4 separate regions of the Sus scrofa genome follow, and all the other regions are linked to region 3. The links are chromatin contacts, called in public HiChIP or PLAC-seq maps. All regions are on one chromosome and are shown on one strand. Each heading gives the region's core, a stretch centred on a gene start, on an enhancer-like site or on the middle of the called end of the contact. The rest is flanking DNA. Distances are from core to core; before and after follow the strand shown.

Region 1 (6,834 bases), core at 1,370-3,869, 380 kb after region 3:
GATTGTTATCTTCATATTATCTGATACTATTATGTCAATAGCAACTTTATTTTATTCTACTTGTCTGATTAATCATTTTTATCCTTTTATTTTTATATTTTGCATAGATGTTGCTTTAGAATGTGTCTAGTGAATAGCAAATAGCTGAAATTTATTTTTTATTTGGCAAGTTAGCTCATTTTCATATCTAGTAGTTATCTAGTAGTATAAAGTCCTATATGTTGACTACTCTACTTTATTAGTTTATTATTCCAATTTTTCACACGTTTCTCCATATTTTGTTTCTCCATATTTTGTCTTTCTTATTTATTGTTTTAAAGTTGTCTATGTTTTCTCTTATATTAGACAAAGATATTAATATACTCTGATGCTCCTTGGTCTTCTACTCCATCATATTGATGTCATCTAGATTTTTAATTCTTGGTTTTTACGGACATGTTTTTGTTTTCTTTGATTTCAGTTAATTTTTAAGACAACCACAAATTTTACAAAGATATTTTAATAACTTTTCTTCACATTTTTTTTCATCATCATTTAAATTGATTTCTATCTGTGTAAGTAGTCATTTAAAACGTTTTATATAGGTGTTTGGGTGGCAAGCACTCTGAAACTATATGTCAGAGTATTTTTTATCGTGCCTTCACATTTCAATGAAAGTTTAGCTGGAAATGAAATTCTACACTTGCATCCTTCCATATGGTTGTAAAATCTGATATTTATATTATTCTCATTCCTTTGTAAGGGATCTTCTTTCTTTTTCTCTGGACTATTTTTTAAAAACAATTTTACCTTATTTTTGTTTGATATTCTGAAATTACAACATGATTTATGTCCAGAAGTGTGATTTCCTGTCTCTCTCCTCTTTTGTTCTCTTTTTATCATTCATTAATTCCGGGGAAATTATCTCCATTATTTCTTCAAATATTTCCTCCTCTACATTTGGATCTATTTTTTTCTTTTTTCCTTTTCTCTTTCTAGGACTATGTTTGCCTTTTGTTTCTTAAATATTTTCTATTTTTAAAATAATTTTTTGTTAAGGAGAATTCCTCAAGCTTATCTCCCAGTTTACTAATTAATTCCTCAGGTAAATTCACTTTCCTAATTACCATCTATTTAGCACATTATCTCAACTATTATATGTTCATACTCAACATTTCTACTTGATTCTTTTTAGGGTTGTTTTCTTTATATATCACTAGTATCAATCCTTATTTTTAAATGTAAGAAATTAAATGAATTGTTAAAAACATATGTAAATTCTTGATCTGTCAGTTCTAATATCTCTGGTTCCTATGGAATCTATAACTCAGTTTGTTGTTTCACTTTGGAAATATTGGTACTTCTCTTTTCACCCATGGGCTTCCATTCTTCTGGGCTTCTGGGCTACTTTGTCCAGCAGTACTGATGGCAGAGGGGCTTAAAGCCAGATCTCCATTTGTGTCAGCATCAGTGTGTTCAAAGTAGAGGTTGAGGATGGAGGATGAACCTTGAAGTGGAGGATTCAAGGCATCAGAAAACCAGAGCAAATCACTCCCTACCCAAATAGCTCCTTAGATATATTTCTTTAATTTAGAATTAGCATCTAGAAGAGGAGAATGTAATCTACTAGCCCTGGGAATTTAGAATGAGAGGGTAGGGAGGCAGCCACCTGAGACCAGTCAGTCTTCATGTGTTTTTCTCACCCCCATTCAGGGAGAGGGCCTCTTCCCTGCCTTGCTTTTACACCTGAAGCACACTTGCTCAAGAAGCCAGCCCTGTCTGTCCCAAGGCAATAAGGGTGGGGCTGGAGGGGAGATGAAGATTCTAAGAAACGAGGACTCCTTTCTTGTTTGTTCTGTCACAGAAGCCTGGATATCCCTAGGATAAGGCCATTCCAGACACATGCACATGCCAAATAAAAATCGCTTCTGTCTCTCTGGGGAGTTCCTACAGCTTTCTCTGCAACTTCATGTTTTTCTTCTGTAGTTCCTCAGAAGTGATTTCAAGGGAAGGAGCTAGTGGGTCAGGCTAGTTCAACATCTTCTTAGGAAGCCTACTTGACTTTCCTTTTTAGAGGTTACACACTATCCTCCCCTTCTGCCTTCCTTTAATGCTTAAGTATACATCCCTGGGATGGCAGTACAGGGAACACTAGTGTGAGTGGGTGCACTGATTCAGTGTATCCCCTGGACTGGAAATAGAGGCCATGAGCAGAAGTCACGGCTGGGTTTGTGTTCTCATTCCATTGTTGACCTGCTATGTGACTTTAGGCAAGTCATTTCACTTCCCTGAAGTGTCCTCTTCTGAAACATGAAGTTAATAATAACATCAACTTCACTGGGTTGACATAAGAGTCAAGTGAGAAACTGGATGTGAAAGGGCTTTGTAAACGGATTTTATTGATCATCCAGAGCAGGGAAAGGAGTCTAGGGCTGGGCAAAAATTCACTTGCACAACCTCAAAATTTTACTAAGTGTTGGCTTTGCTAAAAAAGCCTGATGCAACTGAACATTCTCTTATTATAGAAAATGACGAATCTGTGTTTGATGCCAGAGTTGTCACATTCTTCCAAGAGTGCAGACTTTTATGGGCCCCTGGAAGCTCTGCCGGGGACTATTTCTGAGGACGGGAACATTGTGCCTTGTTGGCAAGGCTTGTCAAACCAAGGCCACTTGTGGTCATTGAAGAATCTGGGTCTGCCTTTGCAATGGTGGGGGCGAGGTATCAGATCCTGTCCTCTGACGTTTGCTGATCTGGATACACAGCTTCTGCTGAACTTGGTGCTTTTAGCTTCCTTGTATGGTGAGGGTCTTTTTCCAGACTTATTAGGGGAGTGAGAAGTGGGAAAAGAGGATGGAGCAAGTCCAAATCAAAGACAAGTAGCAGAGGTAGAAATGAATAAGAATAATGTGTTCTCTCTGGGAACTTATACAAGGACAAAGCTAATGAGACTTTGTTTTCAATTACTTAAAATGTAGTCTGTCATTGAAAGGATGATGTAATGACTTTAAAACAGAAAACAAGCCAGAATTCTACAACACATTCAAAGACTTGTATTTTTGCACATTCTTATCTATTTCTTGTTGTCATCATCATGCATGCATAATGTGCATTTCATGTCCTGATTTTTAAAAATTATATAATAGACATTTTTTTGAAGTTTGCTTTTTAATAGCTATGTAGTATAATTTTTGATACTGTTTTATAATTAGTAAAGCCATGTTCCTACTTTGGTACATGTGGGTTGTCCCCGATTTTTTTGTTTGTTGTTTGTGTATTTGCTTTTTTGGTATTATAGTGAATGTTGTCATAGATGTCTTTGTGCATTTTGCATATTTTGCTTTCTGTTCTTGTGGTTATTGCTGTTACCTTTGCATGAATTCCAAAATTCCTATGAATGGGATGACTAAGAAAATATGCCTGGGCATCTTTATAGCTCTTCTATACTTTTTTAAAAGTGTTAATTAATTAATTAATTTAATTTTTTTGTCTTTTTGTCTTTTCTAGGGCTGCACCCATGGCATATGGAGGTTCCCAGGCTAGGGGTCTAATTGGAGCTGTAGCCGCCATCCTACGCCACAGCCACAGCAACTCGGGATCCGAGCCGTATCTGTTTCCTACACCACAGCTCACGGGCGACGCTGGATCCTTAACCTCCTGAGCAAGGCCAGGGATGGAACCCGAAACCTCATGGTTCCTAGTCAGCGTCATTAACTACTAAGCCATTATGGGAACGCAAGTGTTAATTTAAAATGCCACTAGCCAATTTAGCAGCAGGTCTTTCAAACATTGATTGTTTGATTAAATTTATTTCTACTTTAATATATTAAAAACAGTATTTCCAATTTGTTTTCATTTGTATTTCTCTGTTTAACAGCAAAGTTTAATGTTTTCCTTGGATTTTTGGTTTTGTCTAGATCATGTTATTAAAATTATATCTATTATTTATATATATTATATATAAAATTACAAGCAGCCACACATTTCTAGAATTTATTGAAAACCCTTCAATAATGCTTCCCAAATAACTTAAGGGAGTAACTTAAATTTACATATTAATCAAACAGAAGTGTCAAACTAATTTGTCTTTCCTTTAGCTGGTTAAGTGCCTTTCATGTGTAACTCAAGTCTTGTTGAGGAATATTTTAAAGAATATTGAAAATAAGACATGGACATTATCTTCCCAAAGTTTACATTCTAGTGCAGCTATTATCATATTTTCATATGACTGACCAGGATTCAAAAATTGTTCGATGTTGTAAGAAAAGAACAGAACAAGAGTTATAGGGATTCAAAGAATGGGGAGATTATTTCTAACTTCAGTGATGGAATGTGAGGTGCCAGAGAAGGCTTCCTGGAGGAAACGGCTCCTGTGTTGAATGACTAGGACCTGAGGAAGGACCTTTTTCAGGGCAGTGAAGGGAATGTGTTGGTGAAAATGTTTTGCCAGTTTCCTGAGATTTTAACTAACTCTTCTAAGTTATAGCTACTCTTCTTCCCATGGACAAGTGGAATCAGGCAGGGATGACCAATCCACAGCCAGCAGGTCCATGAAAGGGATAGGTTTCTACCTAAGTTTAATTTAAAAAACAAATATGAAGAAAACAGAAAGTGACCAGTTTTGATTGTCTCCACAAAATTAAAATTAAATTATGTATTTTGAAAGGCCTAAATTTTACAGTGAAACTCGGTGCTTCCCAGCCCCTTCTAAGACACAGCCCAGAAAGAAACTGATAGTATTTCTCTCTTATACGGGAGTAAGCAGACTGCTTGTTACTGGAGGCAGCTGGCTCAGAACCCTGGCTGTTCCAAGTCCTGCTCATGATCCCAAAGGCTGAAAGCATCCATTTCTGGGTATTATCAGAACCCACTGGGCAAACACTGACCTGGAAAATTCTGCAGGTGGACAAATATGATTAATAAAACCAGTTACCTGGAGTTCCCATTGTGGCTCAGTGGTTAACAAATCCGACTAGGAACCATGACGTTGCGGGTTCGATCCTTGGCCTTGCTCAGGGGGTTAAGGATCCGGCTTTGCCATGACTATTGTGTAGGTCACAGACAAACCTCGGATCCCGTGTTGCTGTGGCTGCAGCTGTGGCGTAGGCCAGCGGCTACAGCTCCAATTCAACCCAAGCCTGGGAACCTCCATATGCCACGGGTGTAGCCCTAGAAAAGGCAAAAAGAAAAGTAAATAAATAAATAAAAATAAAAAATAAAAACAGTTACCAGATTCATTCCGCATAATAAATAATCAGTGACTTGGGCATTGAGATTAGTAAAGAAAATAAGAAAAAGAAAAATTATTATGGTCCTTGATTTGTCTGACTTGAGCAGGCTCTCTATCACGGGAGAGAGAAATTTCCAGAGTTACAGGGAAAATAGCATAATTAAACTCTGGAATTTTGACCATCTGTATGATCAGATTTATTTCCTTTTGAATTATCTCTCAAAGAGCAAGCCTTCTCTGGCTCTCTTTTTTCCCCTAACACATGTTGTCTCAACAGCTGATAAGAAAATAAAGCCTGGAGTTCCCGTCATGGCTCAGTGGTTAACCAACCCAACTAGTATCCATGAGGATGTGGGTTCTATCCCTGGCCTCGCTCAGTGGGTTAAGGATCTGACGTTGCCATGAGCTGTGGTGTAGGTCACAGATGAGACTTGAATCCTGTGATGCTCTGGCTGTGGTGTAGGCCGGCAGCTCCTATTGGATCCCTAGCCTGGGAACCTCTTTAGCCATGGGTGCAGCCCTAAAAAGACCAAAAAAAAAAAAAAAAAAAAGGAAAGAAAGAAAAAAAAAATCTTATGGTTTGAAACTATCTTTAAGGGGCTTTCTCTTCACTCTTCCTCCCAATGAAAGAGTCTCTTCTATAGCTTCCCTGGCAGTAGAAATCCAAGCTTGAAAAGCATTCAGAGACAGGAAATTTACCTATAGAATATCTTATGGACAAGCTGATGAGAATAATATTTTGCATTTATCTAGTGGTCTCATTGCAGTGAGTTCAAAACATGGGATCAAATAATGCTCATATCCCAAGCAGGTAGAAAGGTAGCAGGTAAATATCTTAGGATCTCCACTCAACAAATAGAGCGAATCAGTCTAAGTATTTGTTTATTTAATTAAGCCCTCTCTTGCTCTAGAAATCATTTCAGCTAGGCACAGGACATTGGTCATTCAAGGATTCAATAGTTTAGAAGTTGAAAGGTTAGAAAACAATTTAAGAGAAGATCTTTGCATAATATAAAAAGTGGATTTGCATGAATATTAAAAAAAAGTTACACAATTGGGTGCAGCGCTCTTGTGGAAAAATTCCTGAAAACCTTTGGTGTACCACCATCCTAATTATTATATTAAAAATTCTAGCAGCTGTGCTTTTCTTCTAAATTAAGAAAATAAAGCAATATCATGAGCTCATGCCACATCAAAGTGGCATGTTTCAACACTTCAATGTCATGTGTTGCCAGAGCTGGGTTTCCCAAGAGTCCTGGCTCAGTCCACTTTTCTTGGAGGCAGATGTTGGAGTGGTCACTCCAGGCCGGGGAAGTCAGCATTTCTCAGTTCTCCATCCAGATTGTGGTGAGGCCCTGGATACACTTTATCCCACCTTAGTTTCTCTGGTGAGGCCCTTTGCCATATGAAGGGTTGTGGTCAAATGGAAATATTTGAAGGGTTGCCACATGGAAGAGGGATTGAGCCTATTTTGCATGGTCTCCGAGGAAGGGACTACTTCCAAGAAGACGGTAACTGCTACAGAAAGATGGATGTGGACTCTAAGTGAAGATGGACTGTAAGAAAAAAAAATGATTCATTAACACTACCTCTCACTAGGACAAACACCTCCACTGAGCTATTTA
Region 2 (6,470 bases), core at 153-2,652, 340 kb after region 3:
AGGATCAAGGCTGGGACTTCACCCACTTGTCATTGTCATCTGCACAGACATACTCACTTCTGCTGGCTTTTTAGCCACCAGCAATATTATGAGATCGTAACTACTCTAAAAGCCTCAACGTCACTGTGAGGCAATGTAACATTTTCCACCAGCATGGACAGGGACAGAAGAACCATGGATGGAGGGAGGCCAGTATGCTCCCATCTCAGCTGTCATTTTGCATTTGATCCCTTCTGTGCCAGCAACTGGATTTATTGCTGGTTAGAACAGTGACTCACGGTCCTTTGACGCCAACCAACTAATTTATCCTGCTATGCTTAGTAGGTACAAATGTTTAGCATGTGGTCAAAAATAGAGATCCCTCACCCTCCACCCCGTCATCCCGGCCCTTAACTCTTGCTTGAGCTAAGGACTTTCTCAAACCCACGTCAAACTTTTGCCTCAAATGTAATTGGCTTTATTTTAGGTATCACTGACTTGTAACCCAGTCATGAAGGCTAGCAAAATATAAAAGGCAAGACTCTCACCTAGGAGTTCCCTGCCCCAAGTCTATCCTCACTTCTTTTTTAAAACTGATTTGTCACCTTTGGCAACTCATTTCTTCTCTCTGAGCCACATTATCCCCAAATGAGAGGGTTAAATTGGGTGAGTTTTGGTGGATTGTCTATTTTAAGGAGGTTCTTATAAGATTATGCTTTTATCAGAGGCATCTTGCTACATCTCAGGTTTTCTCTATCATCCTGATATGCTTTGGGGATGAGGCTCTGTTCTCAATGGAGTTCTGCTCTATTTCTAAAATGATGAGGAGCTCCTTGAAAGCTAAGAACGATGTCAGTTTAACCTGGGTGAAATTAACTTCAGGATTAGCAATGGGGGCACAACAAACTTCAGAACTTGACATGATTTAAGTTTTCTCTCTTGCATTACAGTATTTCTTTTGAAACCTACTTCCCAGGCCAAATGGACAGGGCACCCACTGTAAGCATCTAAGAAGTGAAAATGAATTCAGAGGAAAACCCTACAGGGCTAAAAATAAATGAGGTGTTTTATTTTAAAAGTCACAGATAGCTTTGACTCTGGAGAGCTGGCTGTGTATTGATTTTTCTAACATGACTGTGAGAACTTGGGTCTGAAACTTGAGTCTCTCCATCTACTTATTCAGCTAGTATTTCTTAAGTGCCTGTGTAGTGCCAGGCAGTTTGCTATGGCTGTGGGAAAACAGCCATAATATTAATACTACCCTGATCCTAAAAAACTTAAACTCTTCCAGAGATGATTTGGCAGGTGCCCAGATCATTAGGTTTTTGTTTGTTTTGCTTTTCAGGGCCGTACCTGTGGCATATGAAGTTCCCAGACTAGGGGTCGAATTGGAGCTACAGCTGCCAGCCTACAGCACAACCACAGCAACTCGGGATCCGAGACTTGTCTGTGACCTACATCACAGCTCACGGCAATGCCGGTTCCTTTAACCCATTGAGCGAGGCCAGAGATCACACCTTCATCCTCATGGATACTAGTGGGGTTGGTAACCTGCTGAGCCACGACGAAACTCCCGGGATCACTGTAGTTTAAGGCAGTGGCTTCAACACCAGGAGAAATCTTGGGGCTTCAGAGGAGGGTAACATTCTGTTTCCCTGACGGTGCTTCCCAGAGAGAGTGGCATCCTCAGTCTTGATGGGGATCAGCAAGATTTTAATTCAGTGTCAATAAGCCAGAGATGGGGGAGCTTGCCTCTTTGTGATTCTTTTTTTTTTTTCCTTTCATCTATAGAATGTGATAATAATAGTATCAGCCTCATAGACTTGTGAGTAATATGTGATTTCATATGTATTAAAGCTCTTAGAAAAGTTCCTGGAACATTGTAAGTGCTCAAAAACATTAATCATTATTTTTATTCTTAGCATCAGAGTAAAATTACCCTCAAAGTTTCTTACAGTCTCAAGAGCGAGATCCATGGAGGGAAGCCCCGTACCCATTGACTTTCTTCTAGGTTACAGTAAAGCCCCTCTGGTCTTCGCAGGTGTCTAGGGTGCAACTCACAACTGTACTGTCACTTTCTCCATCTCCCCCAACTTGTCTTTCTCTGTCTTTCAACCTCTAACACACACACACACACACACACACACACACACACACACGCACACATGCATGCACACACAAAAAGTGCTTCTCTCTGTAGGAGCTGGACTGTTTATCAAAAGCTCCAGGTGTAGGAGTGTTTCAAGTGATTTTTGGAAACTGATATAATTTCAGAGATAATAGGCATCAAGACTGTGGGTGTGAAATACAAACAATAGGTGAGTTCATATCGACATCTTTACATTGAGGAGAGGTGGGTTTTCCTTTTGATTGCTTTTTTTTTTTTTTTTTTCTTTTCCAAAAGCATCGTCATTTATTTGGTTTGACAACAATCTTTCCTCTGGAAATTAGACATCAAGACATACAACACAGGGGTGTAGCTGATTAATTGTAAGAAGGACTCAATCTCTTTTGAGCATGGCTTGGTCCTCCTTCAGGCATGGCAGCCTACAAAAATGAATTTGATATGAGTCATTTATTTTACATAAACCAAAGAGGTTACCCCTAAGATGAACTGTCTGGCTTACTGTTCCCCACCCCCACCGAGTCCCACACACCATCGCAGGAAGGCATTAGCAGTTTCAAAACTTGAACTTTCTCTCAAACATTTCTTTACTTGAACCAAGCAGAATTTCTACATTAAAAAAATAATTGTCACTGTGCCAGTTGTATTGAATGATTATGGACATGTTGTCCTTTCAGTTGAGATAATATTTCTCACTTACCATCTCTGTGGCAAATAGTGGAGAGAGGTTTGTGCTCCTGGATCCAGCTGTGGGTTTTTCTTTTTTTTTTTTTCTTCTCTCTGGTCACACTGAAAATGGACAAGTGATTGTGAGAGGCCGACCAAGATTTCTTGGTACCCCAGGATTAGGGTTGTTGCAGCTCATTTGTTCACCCCACACCTCTTCTGTTTTACAGATGGAAAGACTGAGGGCCAAAGAGAGAAAGTGACTTGCTGAAGGTCACGGAGGGGTTAGAATCTAGGTTTTCTGAATCGCAGTCCTGGCTTCTAATAATAGAACAAAAGATTAAAACACTAGCCTATAACCACAGTGCTCTTATAAAATGTAGTGATATGATACAATAATATCTGGCTTGAAATGGTTGTTATGGGCATAAATAAGATAATGAATGTAAAATCTTCATACAAAATCTTAAAACACAACCTAGGTGTTTGATAAAGACTGTAGAACATATACCCAAATCAAGGAAAAAATAAGAATTGTATTCTTCTTGCAAATAAAACAGAAGTTCCAAGGCCATTTGAAATGTATTTGCCTGTGTGCCTTCTTTCAGCCTGAAGTTTCCTCCATGTAGTTCGGCACTAGGGAGAGTCACGTCATTCTAGAACTAAAGATAATTTGTCTCAGTCTCTCGTATAGCTAGCCATCTTGAACCAAGCATAAGGGGAGGCTGAGGTCAAAAGCAGAAACATAACACTAAACTTGAAGATGGCATCTGCTGACCTAAACACAGAGAAGGAAGTCTACCCTCAGAGTGGAGGATTCCCAGCCAAACAGGTAAACAATAGCTTTGGTACCACAGAGACTTCCTCCAGCGCAGAGATGATGGGGAGGAGTGGTAGAAATTTAGTTCACAAGACAGGTTGGGCTGGAGACTGGAAAGACATGCTGCTCATGGGACTTTGAAGATACGGATTTGAGACAAGTAGAGTCACCTGTGAGATTGGCAGCCACACATTGCATTCTTGTGGAAGCAGGGTCAGACTTGTCTGGAGCCAACCATGGGAGGATGTTCCCATGAGACAGAGTGTGGTGTAGAACTTTCGAACAATCTAAACTGTTAAAACATGGGACAAGGCTGCCTCTGAGAAGAGAGCACATTATCCCAGAAGCTGTCTACACAGCCTGTGGAAGGGATACTGAAGGGAAGAGGCAAACAGAAAGGGGTTGCAGACCGGATAAAGCCCCTCTGTGCTCTGCCATACCCTAAGAGCCTCTCTGAGAGTCTAGAATTCCTTTTCCCAAAGAGAAAGGATACTGGAAGAGCCACAGGAGTCAGAATGGCAATAGGCAGAATGGAAAATCTTAGCAGCCCTACCTTTCTTCTCCCATAATAAGAGAATGATGCAGTCTTGCCCTCAGGGAAATGAAAGGGCAGGAACTTTCCAAGGCAATAAAAGGAGATGCCTCTAGTGCTATATTCAGGCAACATGTGGAAGTCCTTGCTTGCAGATGGACTGTGGAGTTTTTTTAGCACAAAGTCTTCTGTGGCTGAAGTGATGTGACCCAGATCGTGCAGCTGGGTTTCCCCATGCTAGGCAGTACCAGACCTGGAGGACCACCCTCCATGGTCTAGGAAGTACAGGGCTGGTGTGGGGTGCAGTGGGGGGAGTAGCTCTGGGAGGGGTTGTAAAATTTCTCTTGAAATCTGTGATGCTGCTTTAAAAGGCCAATGGGATCATCAGAGAATGTCCTGCTGTTTATCAGAGTGGGCTACATAGATCACTAATTCAATGAGATGCACTTTCTAGGGCCAACTTAGGGGAATGTTGCACATCCAAAGCCTCCTGCCCAGGTAGATTTGAATGTAAAGGCTCTGAGAAGGGCTGGAGCAAAGCTACCTGTTTCATTTTGAATAATCCTGCCTTTTTCTAACTATTTGACCATGGCAACCATTTTTTCCCCCCACTGTACAGCAAGGGGATCAAGTTATCCTTACATGTATACATTACAATTACATTTTTTGGCAACCATTTTTACTTTGTACTACAGTCATCCTGAATGCTGATGCTCCATAGGGAATCCTTTGGATACAATTTTTGGGTAATCTCATGGATTCTGCAGTCACTGACACAGGGACCCACAGAATGTTCGAACTGAAAGCAACACAGGATTGAATGCCTTCCTTGACTTTTTAAATAAGGAAAGCAGAGGCCTAGAAGGGTTGTACAAAAATGCTGTCCTACAGCCATTAACCTTGACCTGTAAGAACCTAAAATTTAAAAATATCGACAAATGACTGTGCAACATTAGGTCATGGCTTATGATGTAATATTATGTTATATATAAGGTTAGATGGGAGTTACCAGAGTAGTAGACTTGGGATTAAAAGATCTGGCTTCTCACCTGAAGTCTCTGACTTTTCCACTTTCACTGCTTGAGCCCATCATTCCACTTATTAGCGCTAGGTACTCTCTCCTCTCTAAACTGGGGGGTGGGTAATGCTTGTCTGGCTCATTTCACAAGTTCTGGTGAGAATCAAGAGAGAGAAAGGATGTGAAAGTGGTTTATAAATTGTAAGGTACTATATAAAATGTGGTGAGCCTTCCCCCCCACCCCACAGGTCGATGAATCAGTTGGCATCAGGAGGATGGGTACATTTTTCATCGCTTTCCTGCTTCTTGAGGGTGGTTTTCAGGAATCTCTCCATACCCTCTATCTTTGCACTACTTTCCTGGTTAGTGAGGTGACCTGTCACCTCTGTGGGGAAGCTCTCAGCAAAGCCTGTTGCTCGCTGCAATGAGACGTGGAGTCTAGGACCTTCATACTCACACAGAGCCAAGCTGACTGCAAGGGAAAGCAGGAAGCTATGGGCAGAGCCAGGCCCTCAACAGTTTGAGATATTTGGTTTCTACTTCTCATAAACACCTGTGAAGAAAACAAAGGCCTCCAAATTCTGTGTCATCAGGACTAAACAAAAGAAAAACATGCCAGCAACATTAGCATCAAGAGAAACGAGAGCGACAGACGGAATGACTCGGTTGATGAAGCCTGGGTATCTTATCTCTGGAATGTTATTGATGATCTGAGTGTAGTGTGAGATCTTAAGTGAAATGAATTGGTGGTTTCAGTTCCGGATATGGTATGCAAAGAAAAAAAAAATTGCTCTTTGAAATTCAGAGCTTCCTCGTCTGGGCTTCAGGAAGCCGCATGCCTGAAGCTGAGTGTGGAAACTGACTCATTTCTAGCCCTTTGAGATTAGCCTCTCCAGCCCCCAGACTGTGGGCAGGATCTGAGGCCTAATGGGAAACCAGAATTGGGTCCAGCCAAGCCTAGAGAAGATCTGAAGGAAGGCTATTGGATACACACCTCTTTCAGGGTGATTGGCCTCCCAGAAGGTGCTATACGCAGTGGGTCTTCTGGTCAAACTATCCCCAGTGTTTTTCAACTTGCAGTTGGTGGTAGGTGGGTGGCCTGAAATGAGAGGAAACAGAAATACAAATGCCTCTCTTATCTTGTTTTCAAAGTCATGTGAAGCAGGTTGGCTGACTGACCCACTTGGGTCAGTGGCTCTGAGTGTAAAGGAGAAGATACTTTGCCATCCCAAGCAGCCCTCGGAAGCGAGTTGTTCTCCCTGACTGTCCCAACCATCTGTGGCTTTGATTCTCTGGGTGTCACTCAGGAGGCCCAGGAGAGGTATTTTAA
Region 3 (6,737 bases), core at 2,898-5,397:
CCAATAAGGATCCTGTTTTGTCAGTTGCGAACGCACACTTCCTAGGAATGCATTTGATGTCTGGTATTCTTCTTCCACTCCCTCTCCCTGCTTCTCTTTTGGCCATATATGGACTGAGCTCCAATGCCTGGGTCACAGAACTCAGGCCTTGGGTATGAATGCAATCTGGTTTCTGAGCTGTTTGTCTTTACTGGAAATCCGAAGAATCCATCTAGGAAACATTTACTAAAATGCAAAAGGCAGGGAGAATTGATTCACACCCTGAACTTGGACCAGAAAAAAAGATTTTTCTTTTGTTCACCCGAAGGTCTGCTAACCAGATTCTGTGGGGAAAGTGACAAGTTTAACAAATACAAGAGCATTTTTTTTTCTCAAAAAATGTGTGTGAGTGTGTGTGTGGGCATATACTCGTTCACAGGTATGTTAGGTAAAGGATAGTTCAAACGCAAGCGTTAGAAAGACAAAACTGAGACACTGTAAAAGAAAGACACCACCAACAAACCAATCAGAACATGTATTAGGCATTCATCTGTCTTGATATGACTTAGTTATCTCTTCATGCAGTGTCTGACTTTCAAACTTCACAAATTGCATTTCAGAAGCAGAAAATCTCTTTGAAAACAGGAGTAACCTGCAATTATCATTTCAATTTAAAACAAGAATTTACCAAGCATCTATAATTCCCAACAATATTTTTGAAAGAACTTATACAAAGGGAATTCAATAAGCACATTCCCCAGACATGTAAACTTAGAAAGACAAAAAGATGGGAGTAGGAAAGAAGAGCTAATTTGAGTGAGGGAGAAACCAAGGCCCTAGGAATAGAAATAACTTGCCCAATGGCACAGGATCCGTAATTTCAATGAGGAGCACATAAAATCTAAAATGAAAGTAGAAGGGACAAGGTGAAAATGTTATGGCCTCCAGAGTTCCCATTGTGGCACAGTGGAAACGAATCAGACTAGGAACCATGAGGTTGTGGATTCAATCCCTGGCCTCACTCAGTGGGTTAAAGATCTGGTGTTGCCATGAGCTGTGATGTAGGTTGCAGACACGGCTCAGATCCTACGTTGCGTGGCTGTGGTGTAGGCCAGCAGCTATAGCTCCAATTGGACCCCTAGCCTGGGAACCTCCATATGCTGCGGGTGAGGCCCTAAAAAGCAAAACAAACAAATAAACAAGATGTCATGGCCTCCAAGAGAAGAGAGGGGAAAAGGCCACCGTTAACCCATAACAATGAGCTGCACTCACTGTAGCACATGGTCACCACAAACTAGCTTTGCCATTTTCAAGAGAACATATCTTGTCTCCTTAGTGAGGACCAAGGATGGGCAGAGATCACAGCCTCTATTTGAAAGGCCTCTGGAGGCAAGTGTTCCTTGTTAGAGTGCAAGATCCACTGATTCTGCGAGGCAGCACCCTGAGCAAGTTCCTTGTCCTCTCAATATCCCAGTGACTCATCTGCAAACTGGACATGATCATTTCTACTTATACCACAGGTGAAGAGATTAAATGAGCTTTTTACAAAGTGCCTGCCTAGCAGTGTTTGACACATAAATAAGCACTTCATAGACAGTAGCTGTTAGTAGCAAATTCACTCATAATTCCTGCTACAAGGAGAAGGAATGGTTTGGTGCAATGAACTTTAGGGAGTCTAAAGTTCACATCCCTACAATTCTTCTCAACCTAACTATAAACTACAAGCCTAACTCTGATTATATATGGATTATCTCATTGAGTCTCCTTTGCCTCAGAGTTATGGTGGAATCTTAGCTGGAAAAAGCTCTTTTGGGAGTTTTCATTGTGGCACATTGGAAACGAATCCGACTAGGAACCATGAGGTTGTGGGTTCGATCCCTGGCCTCACTCAGTGGGTTAAGGTTCTGGGATTGCTGTGGCTGTGGTATATAGGCCGGCAGCTGTAGCTCCGATTTGACCCCTAGCCTCGAAAACCTCCACATGCTGCGGGTACAGCCCTGAAAAAAGACAAAAGACAAAAAAAAAAAAAAAAAGAAAGAAAGAAAGAAAGAAAGAAAAAGCTCTTTAGAAATTGTTTTGCAATGAGAAAATGTAAAGTATATCATAAAGGTCAGAAACTTCTTTGGGGAATAATTGAGTGTCATACAAATGCAGGTACTGTATAAGTATCAGTGGAGGAATACTTTTCTTATAAAAAGTAAACTCAGCTCTTTAAAAAGAAAAAGAGGGGTTTGAATACAATGTTACTCCTCTCATAAATGTTCCTGAGACAGAGGCTCTGGGAAGAAATTACTGAGATGACCACTCAATACTATATAATGAATAATAAGGAGGTGCTGACCAGGCACGTGACCAGGCCCAGGTGTGGATGGAGGCCTAGGAGCTGACAAACCCCTGAGAACAATCACTGAAAGTGAGCAGGCTAAAAGGCCTTCATCACATGGAATTTCACAGCCAGTGTAGGGAAACCAGAAGGGCCAAGTCTCCCTCTGGGCCCATCTTCCTCATCGGTACAGGTGCCACTTTCTCAACCTTAAGAGATGTCCAGAGAGGCAGAAAGCTTACAGAAGCTTGAAGCACCTCCAATACAGTGGCTTTCAAAGTGGGTTCCACAGAGGCACAGAATTTAGGACCATAACTCAGCCCTAGATGGAAGCCTATTTAACCATTTAATGACATAACAGTGCCACCATATAATTATACTTTGATTATTTTAAAGGTATCATTTACCTTTCAAAAATTTTCTTTACACCACTTTGCTTTTATGAAAAGGCTTACATTAGTATCTGTTTCATTGACCAAAAGAAAGCCAAAGAGGATATTCGTTCTTACAAAAAAAAAAAAAAATGGCAAAAAGCAAAAATAGCATTCAGAGTTTGCAGTTGCTTCTGCACTTGACTCCTTTTCAGCTCACAAAATGTGTCATAGGAACACTCTCACTTTCAGATAGCAGGGAAACCTGTACTGGGGTTTCAGATGACAATTCACAAGGGGTTTAAGAAAGAATTCCATAAACAAAAAGTTTCTGAAAAGACCAAGGCCCAATGAGTCTACTGACCAAGGTCATACAGCCAGTCAATGTCTGGACCACAAAGACATTTCTTGGACGAAGGCCTTGGAATGAGGGGCTAATGAGATACAATCAGAGAAAGTTAAAAGAGCTCCAGAGAGCATGCATTGCAATTAGAGAGGTCAGCTCGCTACCCCCAACCCCCAATAAGGCTGTAACTCTAGAAAGATTTGAGAATCAAGAGGGGAAGGATAATGGGAGCCAGAACGAATGGGTATCCCAGGTCTGGAACTTCCTTAATGTCTCTCCTCCATGCTCAGCTCTGGGTCTTCCTGCCCAGGTTAACCACCCAGGAAGAACTTGGAGGTGGGGCGCTAAAGGAGAAGAGCAAAGCTGGGAAAGAAACACACACTTTTCTTCTTTTCCCTGACTCTTCAGACAGCGCTCTGGCAAGACAGGGAAAAGGCCCTCTTGGGCGCCAGTGGACTTCAGCTTTGCATTCCTCCATCTCTCCATGGGCCAGATAGGAATAATCGGATACACGTCAACCCTAGAGTAGTCTGGTGAAATCACAGGGAAGACTCTTCAATCTGCTTAGTAACAGCAACAGAAAGTGCTAAATTAGTGAGTCAAGAAATATTTCTGGAAGAGCTATTCAACTGGAATGCTTGGAGAGCCACCCGCATTGCAATAACTCGAGCTGTCCTCATCTTTTAGAACACCCATAAGCCCAGGATTTAAAAAGGACTTCACAGCTCCAGGGGCAGCCAAATAAATAAATAAACACATAGAAGCTCTAAGTGGCTGACTGAAGTTATTAGGGAGAAAGTTATATTCTCAACAAGGATGTGATCTCTCTCTCTCTTCTCTTCCCCCACCCCCATAATTTCCCGGACCACTTTTGGTAGTGAGCAGTTTGTCATGTTTCCAAGGGAAGCGACGCAGTCTCCTGCGCAGCCGATTCCATCTAAAAAACATATCATCTGTCTCTGCGGCAGAAAGCCCAGTTGGAAGAAGCAAGTTCTGTGCGTTCAACTAGAAAACACTTCTTGTTCTCGCTGTCAAAATAATTCTGTATTAAACTTCTGGGATATGTGACTAATGTGCTTGGAACCTCTTGGAGCGACTGGTTTATTTATTTTAGGGAGGGGAGAGCTGCTGCTGCTGCTGGGGGTGGTGATAGAGAAAGAGGAGGAGGAAGAGGAAAGGAGGAGGATAAAGGACCCGGAACCTTGGAGAAGGAGCCCAGGGTCTGCTCGCATGGCTCCCAGGAGCCAGCCCTGACACACTTCATTATCAGAAGCCTGACAAGGCACCAAGCCAGGCCAGAAAAGGAAAGGCAAGACAGAGAGACAGGTAGTGAACACTTCCCAGAGCTAAGGTTGCCTCACAGTTCCTAAAAAGGCTCAGAAAGTTAAAAAGTAAAAGTAAAACGAAATACAAACACACACACACCACAGAAATCCTATCACAGCTCTTTCTAAAACACATAACTCTCCCTACTGCTAACAGGGGGGAAAAGCCCCAAACACATGATGGGGGGCATCTATCACCTCTATGATTTGACATCAATGCTTCACCTTCACATACCTTCCACACGCAGCCTGCCACTCCCCGCTTTCTGTCTTCCCCATTCCCTTTGTCTTGAAAGCACGTCTCTCTTCCTTGTTTATTGAAGTTCTAGCTATCTTTCAAGACCTTTCAACACCACACCCTCAGTGAAGCCTTCCCCAGTGGCAACAAACAGAACCTTCTGCCCTCCCTGTGTCACTGATAAGTTTACAGCAGGTCTCCAGGTGATCTTCAGGTATGAACATAACAATCTACCTACTGCCTGGCCCACCCTCCATCCCCAGAAACCAGTCTCCCCACAGCACCCACAGTGCACATGTACACACACACACACACACACACCCCAAGCCCTTGCCGTCAGAGGTCCAATTTTTCTATCTCAGCATCCCTACAAAGTAGCTTGAGGCCTGCAAACACCAAGGACACAGTCAATGCAGGTCCATCATGGAAACTGTGCCTTCCACAGCGAAGGGTCTTTAGTAGTAAACTTTCAAGAGACTTAAAAGAAAAAAAAAAAAAAAAAAAAAAGCTGAAAAATCTTCAGAAGGAAAAAGGCCAGGAATTTGCCTCTAGAGTCAGCACTTGAAAGCTGCCCTGCTCCCTTCTCAAATCCCATTGTGTGGTCAGAGTCTCCTCTCCTGCTTTGAGTCGGAAAGTGGGTAGAAATTTGGGAAACAAATGAGGAGCAGTGGCAGGAGAAGAAGTTCCCAGCAGGAAACAGATTGGGTAAATAAATCTAAAACATCATTTTTATAACTGAAGATTGAAATGTATTGCTTACTTTGTGTTTCATTTTAATGCTGCAGCCCCCCTATCCCCCAGCTTCTCACTTTAATACTTACATGTTTAAAAACAAAAGGAAGAAGGAAAGAAGGTATCTGGAGTAGAGAATAGGGCTGGGAGAGAACCAGGACAACGATGAGAGAAACAACAAGTTGGTCTGAATGCCTCTGGTCAGTTTTGGCAGGATCTCCTTCTAACTTTCTCTCTAAAGAGCTGCTTGGCAAAAAGAAGGCTTCAGAAAACAGTTTTCACTTTCCTTCTCCAAGCTCCACCTCCCTCCCCCACCTCATTTTAAAAATCAGCTCCAACCTCCTAAAGAGGAAAAGGAAAAGTGAGACCCAATTCACTCCACATTTTATACCACTTAAGGAAAACCATTTCTTGGAGAAAATGCTTTACAGTTCAGAAAATAATCTACTCTCTCACCCAGTTTCTCTCGACTTCGGCAGCTTCCATCTCATTCCTGTCTTTTTGCTTTTCTTCAACTTGGAAGTAGTTCACTGCCCTAAGAACCAGGATTATCCTTCTCTTCATTCAACATTTCTATCCCACTCTCCCTCTTGCTCTCTCTCTTCCTCCCTCTACCACACACACAATATTGTTTCTATTTTCTTGCGTTTATTAGAAGGTATTATACCCACAAAGGATAAGTCTTTATTTGTTCATTTACTCAATTTAAATATAGCTCAATAAGCACCTAGTATTAAGCACCCTACTTTCAAAGAGCCAATATTCTAGCAGGGGAGAGCAAACCAATCCATTAGAAACTGTAAAGCAAGGTTGATGGCAATATGTCAATGGAAGGGTGAGGGTGGCAGAAGTAACAGACCTTCCCGAGTTCAGAAACTGTGTCCCTGGCACAAAAGATGCTCTGTAAAAATTTGTTAAAGGAATGAAGAATGTGAATGAGTAAAGAAGGAAATGGATAAAAATGCACTTGAAATTGTCCTTAAAAGGATGATGAGGAGTTGGACAGTCAGAAATGAAATGAGAGAGCCAACTTGTTAAAAGTGAGAATCATAGCTGCACAGAGGCAGCAAAATGAGGTGACCGTCTCAGGAATGACTCAAAGTCTAATGCAAAAGGGATGTGCTATTGGTGGAAGAGCTGGAAACGTACCAATTTAATAAACAAGTAAAGCACTTTCTATGTGATGGATTACGACCAAGTCACTGGTAAACCTTTACAAATTCTAACGCACTTAATCCCCAGAACAATCCTGTTCCCAATTTACACATGAAGAAACTGAAACAGAGAGGGTCAGTAACCTGCCCAGGTAACAGTGCTATTAGTAGTGGAGCAGTCTGGCTGCCAAGTCTGGCTCTTAACTGCTACATTTTTACATCTTTTTATTATATCAATGTCAAGGATATATCATAGAGGGCCTTAAATG
Region 4 (6,192 bases), core at 1,539-4,038, 470 kb after region 3:
TCATGTATAGATTATCTACTTCAGTTGCAAGAAAAGGGGGGATGGGAGTTCTAAATGGTGACTAATTCGTAAATCCTTCATCAGGGCTTTTGAAAGAGGAGGGACACAGAAGGTGGGATTGGAAGATGTACCTTCCTGAGGAAGTGGCTAATATCCAGATGAAGTGCTATTTATCCCCTGTGCTAACAATTCAATTCAAATGTAAACAACAATTCCATTTGGTACCTTTGCTCAGGCCAAAGAACTTGGAGTTGTGCTTGACCCATGCTATTCCCTGTCTATCAGGTCCTGGGAATTACTTCTCTTTTCACCCTTACCTACATGTGTGAGTTGGGTATTTTTCCTCCCTTCTTTAGAAATCAGAAAACCAAAGTTCAGAGAAGTTAAGTAATTTGCTCAGGGTCACACAGGTATTGACATCAGAGCCGGAAGAAACCAGCTTTGTTGAAAGAGTCAGTGCTCTTTCCACAGGCTGCCTTTTCTAGAGACCTTGATGCAACTGATTCAGCAGCCAACAGTGTTAAATTAACATCGGTCACCTGAATTTGAGCAAGTGAATAATATTCCAGTCTAATGTAAGGGGTCCAGGCAGGTAACAGACTCTGAGCTGTTAAAGGTTTTTCCAAAAGTGAAAAGGAAGGTCCATGTGCCACCTGTGAATCTAAACCCTTGTCTAGGCCACTACCTTGTATTATGAATGTTTTCTCATAGCAGTGAGTAGTAACATTTTAGAAATGGGGATTTTTGAGCTAAATTTTCAGCAAAGCATGAGAATAATGTAGCTCACAGCAATGCCCTCTGGTCTTTCAGAGCATCAGACATTTTTTTTAAAATCAGTCGTGTAAGAAATGGCATGACTTTTTGGATGATTAGCAATCTAGTCTAGATTTTAGCTGGTGACACTTTCTGCAGCAACTTGCCTGTTACCTGCCACATAATAGGCTTAATCACTGTCCACTGAATATAAGCAGGTATCTTCATGTACATGAATACCATGTATAATAAGGGGTGTGATTTTGGTAATTATGCATGTAAATCTATTTGGATAGATAATGAATATGCAGATGGATAGATACTGGGGCCATGGGTCAGAGAAATGCCAAAAAGAAAAGAAAAAAGGAGGAGTTCCCATCATAGTTCAGTGGTTGACGAACCGGACTAGTATCCATGAGGATGTGGGTTCAATCCCTGGCCTTGCGCAGTGGGTTAAGGATCCATCATTGCCATAAGCTGCAGTGTAGGTCATAGATGCGGCTTGGAACCCGCATTACTGTGGCTGTGGCATACGCTGGTGGCCGCAGCTCCCATTCGACCCCTAGCCTGCATGCCTCAGGTGCATCTCTTAAAAAAAAAAAAAGAAAGAAAGAAAAGAAAAATGTACTAGAAAGTGTATTTAGCACCTACTAGGTCCTGGGGGAAGGAAATGGAAGGTGAGTCTCTTTGCACGGGCCTCAGATAACCATAAATAACATAGGCAGATGATTTTAAAGAAGCCATTTTTGTAGGTAAGGACTACTTGGATTTGGAGGCAAAGGAGGACCATTTTCTTTTTGGTGTGAAACACCGAGAATGTTAGGGATGAAAGAGGCCTGGGGCAGCCTGTGGACTTAGACATCTTAGATTGTAAAACTGAGCTGTGTAAAGAAGGGTTCCACAGGGATTCACAGACTTTAAAAAACATAAAAACAACCCCCTTCCCAAGCCACCCCTCTTTTCTGAAGGTGCTACGGAAACCTTGAAAAATGGGTCTTTGCAAGGAAGCAGAAAACCTGGTGAGATGGTGTAAGGTCAAGAGCATGGGCTCTGAACTCAGCCAGGGTTTAAATCTCCCTCATCTGCTTTTTAGCTCTTGGATCTGAGGGAGACTACTTCCATTTGGAAACTCTGAGCCTCGACTTCTGAAATGCAGACTCTGCCTATGTCTCTCTTCATTATGAGTTTAGATTATATCACAAGGGGTTCAGCAAAGCTCTGTCTCTCATTCCTCCCCACACCCACAAAGCCCTCCTCAGCCTCTGTCTTTCTCTGCACCCTTGGTCGGAAGCACTTGCTGCTTTCTCCCTTCTCATCTACCACATTCAGGTGTTGGATCAGATGATTTCCAAATTTCTGTTACATGAGTCTAACTGTCTGGTCCTACTTTTTACCAGATGGCTGGGCTAGCTGGATAGGATATCAAACAGTCTATTTTCTATACATTTATGTTAATGAGCCATTTACTGAGCTTTACCACATTTAATCCTCAAAAGAATACCTGTAAGGTAGCAGTTGCTTTCCCCCTTTATAAATCAGCAAACCAAGCCAAAAGGCATGGAGAGAAATCATCCTAGACCTATGGTTTGGGGGCAGGCTTGCAGAGGAGACTCTTTTGAAAGGCTTAACAATAGCACAAGAAAATGAGGCCTTTCATTATACCCGTGGCCTTGAAAATCAAGTGGAAACTTCCCAGTTTTCACTCCATCCATCGCCCCTCCTCTTGCACTAAATGCTTTAGTCATCTTCTCTTTCTTTTTTGTTGTCTTTTTCCTGTGTTGCCATTCCAGGCTGAGGTCATGACTCTCCTAAGAGCCTTAATCAAATCTGGAAGGCAACAGGGCTGAACACAGGATCTTTCCTACCTGACTCCTGGACTGAACAAGTGCAAAGAAAGCTGATGTTGGGAATCCAGCTCTTGCTGCCTGCGGCTGTGGGGCTGGCTATGAATTTTTACCAGCTCTTGCCTGATCATCTTTCTTTGGCCTTTGACATACTTGTCACTGGATCCGTGGTAAAGCCAGTCTTTCTCTCTAGCCACTAATTTGTATTTCCCCCAGAGAGCCTAGAACTATGCCCTACCCAGCGGGTACTCACTGTACTGGAGGTGGTGTCGCCAACCAACACAGCCCCAGATTACATTAAGTATTTCAGCAATTGCAATGAATTTCTGGCCAGCCTTGATGGTTTGGTCAGCTTCAGTCCCAGCCTTGCCCCTCAGAGATTGACAAAGCCCAGTTTCAACTAATTCTTAATAATGCAATTAAATTTTTGGAAACTGAGCTGGGTTTCATATTTAAATGGTGACTTTCACCACACAGGAGAGGTTGGCCAAATGCAGGAGGAACTGGAAGATTTTTGCAAAGAGATGAATTTGGATTTTCCATTTTTAGAAAAGCTGCATATGCTCATGTGCAGGTAACACTCCAGGCTCAGGGGTTCCCAAGGGCCAAAAGAGTGGGTAAAGCATGAACCCCTAAACCAGCATGCCTCATAGGGAATCATCAGTATCCTCAAAAAGAAAACTAATATTAGTAGTAGAATCTAATGGTAGATATGAATTTTGTTTAAATATTCTTTATATTTTTACATTTTCACAATAAAATATTTGGGAAAAAAAGAAAAGATTTGGAAAGATTTCATGGATGGAACTAGAGACTCTCATACTAAGTGAAGCAAATCAGAAAGAGAAAGACAAATACCATATGACATCACTTTTATCTGGAATCTAATATATGGCACAAATGAACCTTTCCACAGAAAAGAAAATCATGGACTTGGAGAATAGACTCCTGGTTGCCAAGGGGGAGGGGGAGGGAGTGGGATGGATTAGGAGTTTAGGATTAATAGATGCAGACTATTGCCTTTGGAATGGACAAGCAGTGAGACCCTGCTGTGTAGCACTGGGAACTGTATCTAGTCATTTATGATGGAGCATGATAATGTGAGAAAAAAGAATCTATACATGTATGTGTAACTGGGTCACTCATGCTGTACAGTAGAAAACTGACAAAGCACTGTAAACCAGCTATAATAAAAAAAATCATTATGTAAAAAAGAAAGAAGAAAAAAGAAAAGTAGGGGCAGAATTAAAACGTTTCTGCTTTTGAAATGCAACAACACTTACCTCTCAGGGCCATTGCAAGGATGGCATTAGGGCATATGCGGAAGGGCTTGCTCAGGGTCTTGCTCAGAACAGGGAGCAATGAATGTATTTATTAACACCACAGCATGGGAAAAGGCACCACTCTGAAGTTAAACGACTGCATCTTGAACTTCATGCTGCAGCTCACTAGCCCAGCTGGTGCCTTTCCATCCCGGGTCCCAGTCTCCTCATCTTTCTAATTGGAATAATAATCACAGCATATTTCTCAGGGTCACAAGGAGAAGCATGTTAGAGAACTGTTGAGAAAGTTCTTTGCAAACTAGAAAGCTCTCTAGGCAAAATAAAACATTATGAGATGTATACCTAACTTCTGTGCCCTTGTTTCAGCTCTTCTCTCTGCCTGAAACGCCCTCCTTCCCCACACCCTCTCTTCCTAACCTGGCTATTGAAGGCCTAACTTTCATTTATAAGGCAGGAGAACATAATGGCTGAGAGCAAAGCCTTACCTGGCTGGGTTCAAATTCCCACTTCTGTTTGTTAGCTCTTTGACCTTAGGTCAGTTACGTTCTGTGCTTCAGTGTTCCATCTATAAAATGAGGATAACAGCACCATGAATTCCATAAGATAGTGGTGAGGATTAAATAAGTGCACACATGCAAAGTACCTAGAACAGTATGTACTAAGCCCCTATATGTGTCAGCTCATTATTTCAGAGCTTACTTTATTATTTTGATGTTTATTTCAAGGGCACAGTCACTATATTACAAAATTTTTTATCATGACTTCAAACTCTACCTCCCCCAGAAACGTTTTTAGATGTCTTAGTTTGAAGCAATTGTTTCCATATTTAAATGCTCTATTTGTTGTAGCTCAGTGATTGCCCTTTTCATTGCTGGTGTCCCGTATCTTGCTCTCCTGCGCTGTCCTTACAGCCCTGAGTGACCCTGAGGCTTCTCCTTTTCCCTCTGTACATGTGGTTGGTGCACATTACATATCTTTTGAATTGGATGGAAGATATGCAAATATATACAGATGAGTTAGCCTAAATACACTGGACAGTAGCTAATAGCAACATTTATATAATACCAGTATTTTAAAGACCAAACACAACTGCAACATTTAGCACCATACCTGACCCAGAGTATGTGCTCTGTAATTGTATTTACTTGGAAGGATGGAAAGATAACTAAAAGTGCATTAAGTCCAATGAAAAGTTTATTGGGTCTCTCTTATTCAAAACATCTATTAGATGAGTAAGTTACTTCTCATAGGTGCCAGGGAGAGATTAAGATACATACCAAGGAAAGTAAAAGTAGCTCTTGACCTTTAGGCATTCACACTGGAGAGGAAACACTGTCCAGTTACTAAATAATTACAAGGGCCCCAGCCGCTAAGCTATGTAGGACATTGCTGCAGAGAAGTTGCCTTCAGCAGTTCAGTTCCCTCTCTAAGGTGTGTGGGCCCCCTCGATAGCAAACTGCCCAGTTGTGTTCACTGAGCTGACTGCAGCTTCTTTGCAATATGTAGGAAACCAGCAGAGAAGGTTTCTAGTTGCTGAATGGAAGAGGGAGCAAGTCAGTTATAAGGATGTGGGGGTTTACTGACTGCATACATAAAATATAAAACGAGGAGTTCCAGTCATGGTATGGGAGAAATGAACCTGACTAGGAACCAGGAGGTTGCAGGTTCGATCCCTGGCTTTGCTCAGTGGGTTAAAGATCCGATGTTGCCTTGAGCTGTGGTGTAGGTCACAGACATAGCTCAGATCCTGCGTTGCTGTGGCTGTGGCAGAGGCCGGTGGCTACAGCTCTGATTGGACCCCTAGCCTGGGAACCTTTATATGCCACAAGTGCAGGCTTAAAAAGAAAAAAAAAAGTGTATAGTGTGTATATATATGTGTGTGTGTGTGTATATATATATATATATATATAAAGAGAGACATGACACCATGAGTCACACTTACAGAATCATATCTCACGCAGATTTCTCAGTCTCAACCATTTTGATGTCAAATGTTGACAAAACATTGTAAAATCAAAAAAAAAAAAAAAGTGCTGGCCCTAAAGGGATATCTAGTTTCCTTTCAACTCCACTTCCACCAATGGCTTTACTTTGGCTGTCGATTTTGCTATCAATTGAGAAACGAGTTTGGCGTGGAGGATTTCTTAGGTTCATTCTACCTTTAGGGTTTTTATTTTATTTTTCAACACCTGGTCTGATATGAAAACCAATCTTTTCCTCTTGCTTCAAATACTACCTCTATTTTGATAAATCCCAAATTGATATCGCCAAACCAGACATCTCTTCTGAGATCAGGTCCTGAATATCCAACT

What was found. HiChIP or PLAC-seq counts read pairs in DNA pulled down with a chosen protein or histone mark.
Region 1: a contact with region 3 is called in an H3K27ac HiChIP or PLAC-seq map of skeletal muscle. The contact joins two enhancer-like sites. A contact is called at or near these places in 2 of 2 datasets of contacts at active chromatin or transcription factors (alveolar macrophages and skeletal muscle).
Region 2: a contact with region 3 is called in an H3K27ac HiChIP or PLAC-seq map of skeletal muscle. The contact joins two enhancer-like sites. A contact is called at or near these places in 1 of 5 promoter capture datasets (liver), 3 of 47 Hi-C or Micro-C datasets (embryonic fibroblasts, psoas muscle and skeletal muscle) and 1 of 2 datasets of contacts at active chromatin or transcription factors (skeletal muscle).
Region 4: an H3K27ac HiChIP or PLAC-seq map of skeletal muscle shows a contact between it and region 3. The contact joins two enhancer-like sites. A contact is called at or near these places in 3 of 5 promoter capture datasets (fetal liver, liver and skeletal muscle), 9 of 47 Hi-C or Micro-C datasets (embryonic fibroblasts, epiblast stem cells, fetal skeletal muscle and 4 more) and 1 of 2 datasets of contacts at active chromatin or transcription factors (skeletal muscle).

The regions. Positions count from the first base shown.
Region 1 is chr13:125,508,681-125,515,514 of Sscrofa11.1, reverse strand. No RefSeq gene overlaps it. Among named protein-coding and RNA genes, the nearest start is that of BCL6, 120 kb to the right of the region's middle. Within about 2 kb of position 2,619, at least 5 of the 83 cell types and tissues checked have an H3K27ac peak or open chromatin away from gene starts, as enhancers often do. A contact at or near this core is called in skeletal muscle, where this site is marked.
Region 2 is chr13:125,550,788-125,557,257 of Sscrofa11.1, reverse strand. LOC106508361 (a long non-coding RNA gene) reads right to left here. Exons shown (of 2, transcript XR_001304512.2): 1 at 2,805-6,470; 2 at 2,323-2,526. LOC110256388 (a long non-coding RNA gene) reads left to right here. Exons shown (of 2, transcript XR_002337801.1): 2 at 1-1,060. Among named protein-coding and RNA genes, the nearest start is that of BCL6, 160 kb to the right of the region's middle. Within about 2 kb of position 1,402, at least 3 of the 83 cell types and tissues checked have an H3K27ac peak or open chromatin away from gene starts, as enhancers often do. A contact at or near this core is called in skeletal muscle, where this site is marked.
Region 3 is chr13:125,888,826-125,895,562 of Sscrofa11.1, reverse strand. The region is part of intron 2 of LPP (lipoma-preferred partner); the gene reads right to left. Among named protein-coding and RNA genes, the nearest start is that of LPP, 110 kb to the right of the region's middle. Within about 2 kb of position 4,147, at least 39 of the 83 cell types and tissues checked have an H3K27ac peak or open chromatin away from gene starts, as enhancers often do. A contact at or near this core is called in skeletal muscle, where this site is marked.
Region 4 is chr13:125,416,282-125,422,473 of Sscrofa11.1, reverse strand. It overlaps LOC106508008 (a long non-coding RNA gene), which reads right to left. Exons shown (of 5, transcript XR_002337803.1): 3 at 4,366-4,445. Among named protein-coding and RNA genes, the nearest start is that of BCL6, 30 kb to the right of the region's middle. Within about 2 kb of position 2,788, at least 2 of the 83 cell types and tissues checked have an H3K27ac peak or open chromatin away from gene starts, as enhancers often do. A contact at or near this core is called in skeletal muscle, where this site is marked.